Linked DNA regions of Oryzias latipes: region 2 is linked to region 1. Evidence: chromatin contacts called from public Hi-C data. All regions are on one chromosome and are shown on one strand. Each heading gives the region's core, a stretch centred on a gene start, on an enhancer-like site or on the middle of the called end of the contact. The rest is flanking DNA. Distances are from core to core; before and after follow the strand shown.

What was found. Hi-C and Micro-C count contacts between places; a contact is called where the count stands out from the background.
Region 2: a Hi-C map of embryo shows a contact between it and region 1, with 2.0 times the contacts expected there. The contact joins the enhancer-like site here to the promoter of LOC101161934 in region 1. A contact is called at or near these places in 4 of 5 Hi-C or Micro-C datasets (embryo, fibroblasts and gastrula embryo).

Annotation. Positions count from the first base shown.
Region 1 is chr23:14,008,336-14,013,177 of ASM223467v1, reverse strand. It overlaps LOC101161934 (F-box/LRR-repeat protein 14), which reads right to left and starts at 1,918. Exons shown (of 1, transcript XM_004083024.4): 1 at 1-1,918. The coding sequence starts at 1,309. The coding sequence ends at 107. It also overlaps a transcript of wnt5b not described here.
Region 2 is chr23:14,042,235-14,047,076 of ASM223467v1, reverse strand. It overlaps a transcript of wnt5b not described here. Among protein-coding and RNA genes, the nearest start is that of LOC101161934, 33 kb to the right of the region's middle. Within about 2 kb of position 2,891, at least 5 of the 8 cell types and tissues checked have an H3K27ac peak or open chromatin away from gene starts, as enhancers often do. A contact at or near this core is called in embryo and gastrula embryo, where this site is marked.

The DNA.
Region 1 (4,842 bases), core at 669-3,168:
AGCCCATTTTCCACCCAAACTCCTTCTTCGAGTGTTCCCTCTCCATCCAACAAAATCCAAATAATGAGCACACACACGCATTCACACACAAAGCAAACATTACTGATCACCTCACTTTCTCACTCTCTGTCATCTGCCAAAGTCCCAGGTTCAGCACTTTAAGGCAGGGGAGCTGCGTGATCCTTTCCAGTCCCCTCTTGGTGATCTTGGTACATCCATACAAGTCGATGCCCACCAGTTGGGTCAAGTGGTCCGCTATGAGCTCCAGCCCTTTGTCTGTGATGCGCACGCACTGTCCGATGTTCAGGGTCCTCAGCTCATGCATCTGCCTCACCATCCGGTTGATACCGTCGTCAGAGATGTGGCATGAGCACAGGGAGAGGGACTTCAGCTGGTACAAACCCTGAGCGATGTACGCCAGGGTCTGGTCCCCGATCTTGTCACAGAAGGAAACATCAAGTCCGGAGAGCCTGAGGCTGCCCATGGCAAGGTGCATGGTTCCTGTGTCACTGATGTTGTCACAAGAGCGCAAGTTGAGGCTCCACAGGGAGCCCATGTGGGAGAGGTGGATCATCCCAGCGTCTGAGATCCCCCCACAGAAACTCAGGTTCAGCACCCGCAGCTTGGTCAGCCCCTTGGAAATGTGTTTAAGTGACAGGTCTGTCAGCTTCTGACAATCTTGAAGGGTCAGGTACTCAAGGTTCAGGCAGCCCTCCGCCGCGCTACGAGTCATGCCAGCCAAATGTCCAATCCCCACATCTGAGACATGCCTGCAGGACCTCAGATTAAGGCTCTTGAGTCTGTGGAGGCCCCAGGCAACCAACAGAAGCCCAGTGTTGGTGATGTTGCTACAGCCCCCAAGTTCTAACATTTCCAAGTTCTTCAGATACTGAGCGATCCTTCCTAAACTGGAGTCTGTGATCTGCTTGCACAGACTTAAATTCAGAACCCGAAGTGATGGGATCTCCTGCACGAACGCGTGGCCCAGCCCGTTATCCGTGAGGTTGTAGCAGCCGGACAGATTGAGCGACTCGATGTTAGGCATGCCCTGGATGACATAGCTCAAGCTGCGGCGCAGAGACAAGATCTGGACCCTCCGGATCCCCCTGGCTTGGAGGCTGGGAAACAAGGAAGGGTTTGCCCGGCGGAGGTGCAGCTTGGCTTCTACCCCCCTCCACACAGACTTGTGGTAGGCTGCATCCCTCCAAGCCATACACACTTGGGCTACCCTGCCTTTGTCCCTCACGTCCAGATAACTGAAAATCATGGCCAAAATTTCCGGGAAGAGGCACGAAATGTGCGTCTCCATTGTTTTTCAAAACCCAGGCATATAAGAATCAATACTCCACACCTCCAAAGAAGAAAAAAATGAAGAACTCAGTCCGGCACTGCTGCAAGTCAACTACAAGCAGTCACAGTTGTCCACAGAAGTGAAAAAGAAATAGAAGTTGTGGGTTTCTTCCTTTTCTCTCACTTAACTGTTCTATATTGATCCAACTCTCTCTGGTGCCACGTGATCGGTTGGTTGCGCAGCAGGATTCAAATGTTTTTTTTTAAAGACAAAAATGGTTTCTTTTCCTCGCCTCTGCCCCTCTATCCGCCAAAAGAGCAGGAGAGGGGGCGAAAGGAAGAAAGAGGAGGAGAGGAGGAAAAAGCGTCAGTCCTTCCCCCTCTCTCAGACGACGCTTCCTTGTATTATACCCACAAAACGTCTTACTCTCGCGGCCAAACGGGGATCTAAACGGTCGTACATTTCAAACAGAAAGAGTAAAAACAAACTCTGCACACGTAACGCCGCTTCTCAAAAACAGCTCCATGACAGAAAAAGCAGAAAAGAGCGACTTGGGCTGGCTTTGTGAGCAAAGCGAGAGGCAGAGAGGAGCGTCCTGGGCTCAAAGCCTTTGTCTGCTCTTTTCAAACCGACTTGGCAGGAACCTTAGCACTCCGACTGCACGGGAGGGGGGCGGGGAAGCAGCGGCGCTAATAGCAAGCGCTCTTTGAAGTCAAACACCCGAGATAACTTTATCTTAAATATTTTGTTATTTAATAATGACAACTAATTATACATTTCAACACTGGATGTGGGAAACAATTAAAATTCGATCTCTCGGTATTGTCCGCTTACCCCTGCCCCCTCTGTGTGACTCAGTTGGTTTGTCCCTCCTCAGCTGGAACGGTGCGAACAGTTTCCCTTGGAAACCAACTTCTTACAATTCAGTTCACTTTGGGCTTTAACCCTTTGAGCGGACCACACAAGAATCAGACCAACTGAAGTCCTGCTCAGTACATTAAATATTATGATTGCGTTTTTCCCCCTGACGACATTGTTTATTTATTTATTGTTTATGGGGATCTGTTTAAACCAGCAGCATTGTTAATATCAGTCTGATTCTTTGTCCCTCTGATTTTTCTCTAACTTTTTTAGATTTTTACGACTAAATGTGAACGTTCAGGTATCAGAAGTTTGTTTATATATTGAATTGTCTTTTGCTGAAGAGTTAAAGTAAAACAAACATAGCTTACATTAAAATGTGAAAATAGTGTTTTTAATATGTTCTTGTTGCATTTTTCTGACGATGGAGGACATATATTTAAAAAAAAAGAATTAAGCTCAAAGTGGGTCTTTATGTTCAAGATATGCTGATTGGTCACAATTTCAGTCCTTTTTTTAAATACACCAGCTAGTGCTAAACAAGAACAGTTTAACAACCATGCGCTCTAAAAAAAGTTTGTTGAATGGAATGGCCCCAAAAAATGAGAGAGATTTTGTTTTTCTGAAGTCTCTCCTAAAGAACTAAAGAGAATCTGTTGCATCATATCTGGACCCAATTATGTTCTGTGTTTTGATGCGAGGATAACAAAAGACTTTCTCTCAGGGAGTTTGTCTGCACTGAAAAACTAGTAAATGTGGAAAAGTATTTTTTTTCTATTATTGTTATTTTTACTATACTATTTATTAATGCTAATACAATTTTTCTAGTATTCATTCCCTTTGTAAATTTTCCTCCCCTACAATCCCCTTTCATGCTCAATGTCATTTTTGCAGCATGAATTCATATGTAAACATATGCAAACACACATTTGCATGTGTTTAAGCTCAGACACTGGACTGTGTGTCTTTTCATGTTTTCCTATGTAAATATTTTTCATGGGAAAGGAATGCCATCTACTAAGACTGTCTTTTGCTGACGCGTGTGAACTGTGACAGAGAGGCTACATAAACGAGGGAGAGCTGATGAGAGAGGAGTACAGTAACAGCCAGCAGGGATAAGGTTAGGGGGAAAATGTCGAAAGGAGCTTGCAGAATACATTGGTTCTCCCCCAAAAAGGTGCAGCTGGGAGCAACTTTGTCACCATTGTTATTATTATTTTTTTTATAACCAAAACCCCTTATTTTGCTGTGGTTTAAATGGTAAATGGCATATACTTATACAGTGCTTTCCTATCTTTCCAAAAAGGCCCAAAGCGCTTTACAGTCCCAGTCCCATTCACCTATGCTCACACACTGATGACGGCTCTGCTGCAGAACGGTGTTGCCATAATATAACCACCAGGAGCAATGGGGGGTTCAGTGTATTGCCCAAGGACACTTCCACATGTAGATGGGTGAGGCAGGAACCAAACTTCCAATCTCTGCTCTACCTCTGCATCCCAGCCTCCCATATCATATTCCAAATGACAGCAGGAATTTTTTTTCCTCTATGGAACTGTTTTTATGCTCCAACAGGCTTTAATAGATGTTTAAAAATGCCATTGAGAGCTCATTTAAGGTCATTTATTTACATTTGTTTTCAAGATTTATTATTATTTTTGTCAATTTTCTTTTATCTTGGCATCTGAAAGAATAATAGTCATTTCAAGAAAAATAGGTTAAAACTTAATTTAACTGTTATCTTGCTTGTGCTGTCCTCTTTTATATTCATCATGTCTGACAGGTGGATAGTATCAAAGCTGACGTCAAATGTATTGTTTAAAACAAAAAACGACTATATGTAAGGTCAACATATGGCCAAAAACAGTCCATGTTATTTATTCATTTAGTTTGTTTTTGACTTTTGGCCTCATTATGTTTTCTTTGGAACGTTTTTTAGTTTCTTAAAAAAGACAATCCTGATTACAAAACATGTCTGTCTCATAATCATGGTCTATAACGCAGAAAAGAGTAGCTTTTTCTAATACAGTTTATTTTTAAGCTATTTTGAAGGCTGTCTATTTATAGACTCTGATATTGTGCAATAGATAAGACAGAGAGGCAATTTTATGTGTTGCTTTTTTAAATTAATATTGTACGTCTTATAAAAAGTACCGGAAAGTTTTTTACTGTCCCACTCAGAATGTCTCACTCTTCTCTTAACTTACATTCTGTGCCTTCATCAAGGGCAAAAAGAAAGCAGTTAACAGCGCTGTCCCTTGTGGCTGCCAACACCTATGTCCTTGGTATTCAGGTGCAGACTGCATAATGCATTTTCAAAATAGCAGTCCTGACATGAATACCAAGCTTTGTAATGATATTGTAAAAACCTTGAGTTATAAATATGGCTTGGAATTAGCATGATCTTTGAGAAGAATGTGACAAAAGTGGGACTAACTAAGTATTGATCGAACAAAAATCTTATATTTTTTTCCAATTTAAATTTTCAGTTGACTATTCTGCAAAAGCAAGCTGAATATGGATTTCTGTGCAGCTTTTACACCTAAACCTTGACCTGACATCACATGTTGTATTTTTTTTACACAAAAATGTTCTAAAACTGAACTAGAAAAGGTCAAAACAAATGGAAAGAATACTTAAAAAGAAAGGAACACAGAGGCTGGCTTTAGTGGAGTACTCTTTTCGTGTCA
Region 2 (4,842 bases), core at 1,642-4,141, 33 kb before region 1:
ATCGCATTCGGTGTTAACGCAGCATTAGGTTTCGTAGTATGAAACTTTTCCCCCAAAAGTGGGATTTGTACCCCAGAAAATACGGTATGTAAACGACACTAAATGTATGCGCTACTGTCACTGCACGTAAAAAAAGCAGTATTGACGAAGATCTCATTTGCAAAGTAAAGCCATCAATTGTTTTTCTTAGATGACAAAAAAAATTGAATGAAGTTTGTTTTACTAAAATTAGTTCTTGAAAAATGACTTGTTTGAAATACACGTAACAATTTATGACTGCCTGCAAGCATGGCGGGCGGAGAAGCTGTGCTGGAACGGATCTACAGAGTGTTCATCTAAAGTATGGGAGTTTTGGTTGCTAAACTTGACAGGATGCATGTTGCCGTTTCTTTTAGTAGGAATAGAGACAGAGTGACGTCAACAGCTGCCATCACGGAGGTCAGGCCCTGTGCATATGTTTGGATGGGAGACAATCTGGAGACATGGTGGCATCATCAGCTGTTGCTCAGACTGTGAAAGAGTTGTCACTCCACTCCTTTCTGTCTCTCTTCTCTGACCTTTTTTTTTATCTGTCAGTCCTTTTTTTGGTGAAAACACCAGCAATTTGTGTCCCTGTCTCACCTGAGTTGTCACTTATGTTCTTGGTTTTCCAGAAATTGTTCCAGGTCCTGGAAAGTTCCTCTTGTGTTTCTTTGTCTGCAGTAATCACAGTAGTCAGTTCCAGGCTGAACCAGCTGCTTATGAATTTTCTCTCTGCGAGCTGCGGAGCCCGAAGGTCTAACCCGTATTTGAACTCACTCCTTTAACTGTGTGTGTGTTAGTGTGTGTTTGTGTCCGAACTCGCACTTCCAACCTTTAGATGCACCATTTCTTAACAGCAGTGGATCTCTCTGCGTTCGTCAGTCTTTCTGTCTATCCATCTGTCCTTCTGTCTGTGGCTCCAGTGCCTTTAGGCCAAATGTAAGGGTGATTAAAAGAGAAGTTGCGTGTGTGTTTGTGCGTGTGCGCTCTACACACTGAAATCGAGGGCATTGGCCCTTCCTCCCCTGTCTAAAAAGGAAATACCAAATTACTGAGGGCCTCTCTCTTTTTTTCTCTTATCATAGTTTCACATGGTATTTGGAAATTAAATTAAAAAATATAAAATAATTCACCCCCCCACATTACCAAAAATTTGATAATTTTTCCTTTAACCCCTTCATGCCTTTTATTGCAGATTATATAAAAAATATACTTTTTTTTTTTTTTCATTTCAAGGTGTTACTAAATTAAGTGGAGTTGCAAATAAGCAACATACTGCATGAAGGGGTTAAAAATAAGAATCTACATTTTAGGTTTTTGACTATTTTTCATAACATGTAGCCCTACCAGCCCAGTTGGAGCATAAGACTCTTGCTGTGCTTTCACACTGATCTGTTTGGTCTGAACCACACTCTGTTTTCTTTAAAAAATCATTTTTGTTGGCAGGTATGAATGCTCATCTTAACTTTAGCGAAACGGCGAAAAGATGTACTTGTGTTCATCTAAAACATTTACCAAAAAAACAATTTTTTGTTTTTTCATTTTTTTGGTTGTTTTTTTTTTTTGCATTCCATCTGCCCAAACCATTGACTGTTTATAAAGAGCTGGACTGTGATGGAATGTGATGTCACCCATAGAAAATGGCTGGCCTTAACGCACATCTCCATGACGGAGTCATTTAGTAGTGATTGGTCAACATGCTCTGAATTAACGTTTCTATGGTAACCACTCTCACCAATTAGGAGTTAGCTTGACGGAAGGCAGCACTTGGAAAATCTGTCAATCAAACGTTTCGACTTTTATTTTGGCGTCTGACCAGTTTTTAACTTGAACATCTTGCACTACTAAATTCGGATTAGGATTAGCAAGAATGTGTTTTAAAAAAAAAGGGGTAGAAGAGCAAGAATGATTGTTCTGACTAATAGAATGACTAAGTAACAGCAGTTTATTTCTCAAAAGAAGCCTATGGGTACTTCCTGTTTGGAACCCCCAGGGTCACTCAGTCTAGCTCTTATTTACAGCAAATGGTTCAAACAGATTACCCTTGAGGGGAAAAAGCCCTAAATCTTGAGATTAAAATCTTGTTTAGGATTGTGGTTTATAATTATTAAAAAAAATAATTGAATTAGTTACTTTTTAATGTAGTTTATTAATGTGAAACCGAAATGACATAGTTAAGGAGGTTTTCTACCTGAAGACATTCTAATGTCTTGATTCCAATGTAGGAAATATATCAGAAATGGTAATATTCCTGTGCACATTTACAAATCTGCTCAAAACGACTGTATAATATATAATGTTACAGAAGACTTTAAAATAATTAAAGCAAGATATCAATCAATCACTTTATGAAGGACATTTTAGAACACGCGTGCTTCACATAAAAGATATACATAAACATAAGTAAAAAAAATAAAAAGTCATAGGACACAATAGGTTAAAAGTAAACCCAACAACTATAAAAGACGAACACAAAAAAGCTGCTTATTCTAATCTATATGTTCAAACTCGTAGTAAATAATTTGCTTTTTCTGATTTTTATTTATTTAAATCCAAATAGAAAGATATGATTTTAAGGAGATAAAAAAAGAAATCTTTATTTTAACATGCAACTTTTAAATTTCATATTTTATTGGCAGTTTTCTTAAAATTTAAACAAAATTTATATAATAACAGAAGTGGAAAAAAAGAAATGCTACATTAGAACTTGTGTGTGTGTTTACTTGCTTTCTTGTGTGTGTGTGTGTCCGTGTGTGTGTGCTTGTGTTGGAGGTATGCCACAGCGCCTGCCAGCCAGCCAGGCTGAGCTGGAGGGCCCCTGCTGGGGGTGGAGGGTTCAGGCGAGCCCCCTGCCTTCACCGGCTTACTGGAGCATGTTGGGAAACAGCAAGGCAGGGGGAGAGGAAGAGGGAGAGGGTAAGGGGATAATATGGAGTGAGGTAGAGAAAAAGAGAGATCAAGCAAGAGAGAAGGGGAGGGATGAAGGGATAGAGGGTTGAAGCAGACAAACGGGCATGAGCTACAGAGAGGGACATGTGACGTTGATGGAAAAAGAGGTGGAAAAAGTAAACCCAGAGCGGGAATGTGAGAGGAATGCAGGGAATGGAGGAGTCCTCCTCTGGCTAAGAAACAGAAGGTGGGAGGGTGAGATGTTCTGCAGACAGAGGACAGGGCAAAACACTGTTCTAATTCAATCCCTGCTATTACCTTCACTTCTGCTCTGAGAAATTCCAAAGATCCAGACTTGCAATGAATTTTAACAAACACTTAAATCATGATTTATTTATCCTCCTACTCTTTCATTTCATTTCTTGTCTGAAATGTAATCAACAAAATTGGGCTTATTCCCGTGATTCAAGTTGAGTGTAGATTTCCATCAATCAGGGTTTTTCATTCTTGATTTTGTTTCTTTTCTTTTAAAGATCCACTCCAATGGTGTTTTGGGTTTTTTAACATGTTTTTGTAGTAAATTTCTCATGATGTAAAGAAAATTAAGCTTCAAAATAAGCATTTCTGAATATTTCATTATTCAAATAGTTGTGACTCAGGAGCGGATGAAAAAATGCTGTTGGAAAAAGCTTGTAGATGTAAGGACCCTCAACAGGAAGCCACAAGCTTTCTGCTCAGCTCCATGCTAATGCATCCACTTGCAGACAAATAGATCCATCCGAGCTGGATGTATGGCTGGATAGCTCCAATATATTTATAGGAGGCATCCAGCCGTCCAGTTATTTTGTTGTTGTTTTTTTTGCACCGATAATGTTGAGGGGGTGAGGGGCTGTAAGCTTGCAGGAGAGAGTGTAAATAAAGGGATGACGGGAAATGGGGGCAGGCTTAGTCTACGCAGCAATCCCACCCACAACTCACAGGCAAATTTCTAATAAATTCCTGCCGTTCTGCAGAAACTATGTCCCAGAAAAACTGACAAAGGTTTTTGTTTTTGGTTTGGGGATAATTATAATTAATAGCTCATTAGAAACACTTTTAAAATGGATCAAAAGATGATCAGAGTGGGAGTGTAAACAAGCTGCTTGGAGTACCAGCCTTTTATTTTTGCTCCAATATTAGCTTCAATAATGACTTGCATTAATAGCCAGTTTTTGTTAGAACAAAAGTAGATCCATGTGGCATAAATCTTTCAATCTGCAGACAAAAATGTGTTTTTTTTTGGGGGGGGGGGGGGGGGGGGTAGGGTAAGTTTAGGGTTAATGTTGAAGGTAAGGGCAGGAGAGGAGGTCTGCAGGAAATTGGAAACACAAGCTTGTCTGTTTGTGTGTCCAGTCTCCCACTTTAGTAGAAAATCAAGTGCAGCTGATGAGTTTCCATTCAAACTGTTAAAGGAAATATTGTCTATTGGAGAAGGTTTGGCATTTGGGCACATTCTTTTAACATGAAAAAAAAGATAAATGCTTCAGACTGAATGTAGAACACTACGACCTAGTTTTAGAGCCACCATAAAAGAAAAATTTGTAAATGAATATATGAGAAAAACAGTAAAATTATGAGAGAAAAGTCCATCCATCCGTTTTCTGAATTGGCTTTATCCCTTACGGGGTCACAGAGCTGCCGGAGCCAAACCCAGCCACTGTTGGGCAAAGGCAGGGTACAAAAAGTCTAAACTTTACAAGGATAAAGTCATAGATTTATAAGAAAAGTTAAAAAAAATTACGAAAAGAAAATGTGAAATTATAAGATAAAAGTCAATATTTTATGGGAATAAAATGGTAAGTTTATGAATTTAAAAAGTCGTTATTTTGCAAAAAAACAGTCATGGTTTTATGAAAAAAAAATTGTAATTTCATAAAAATAAAGTTGTACTTC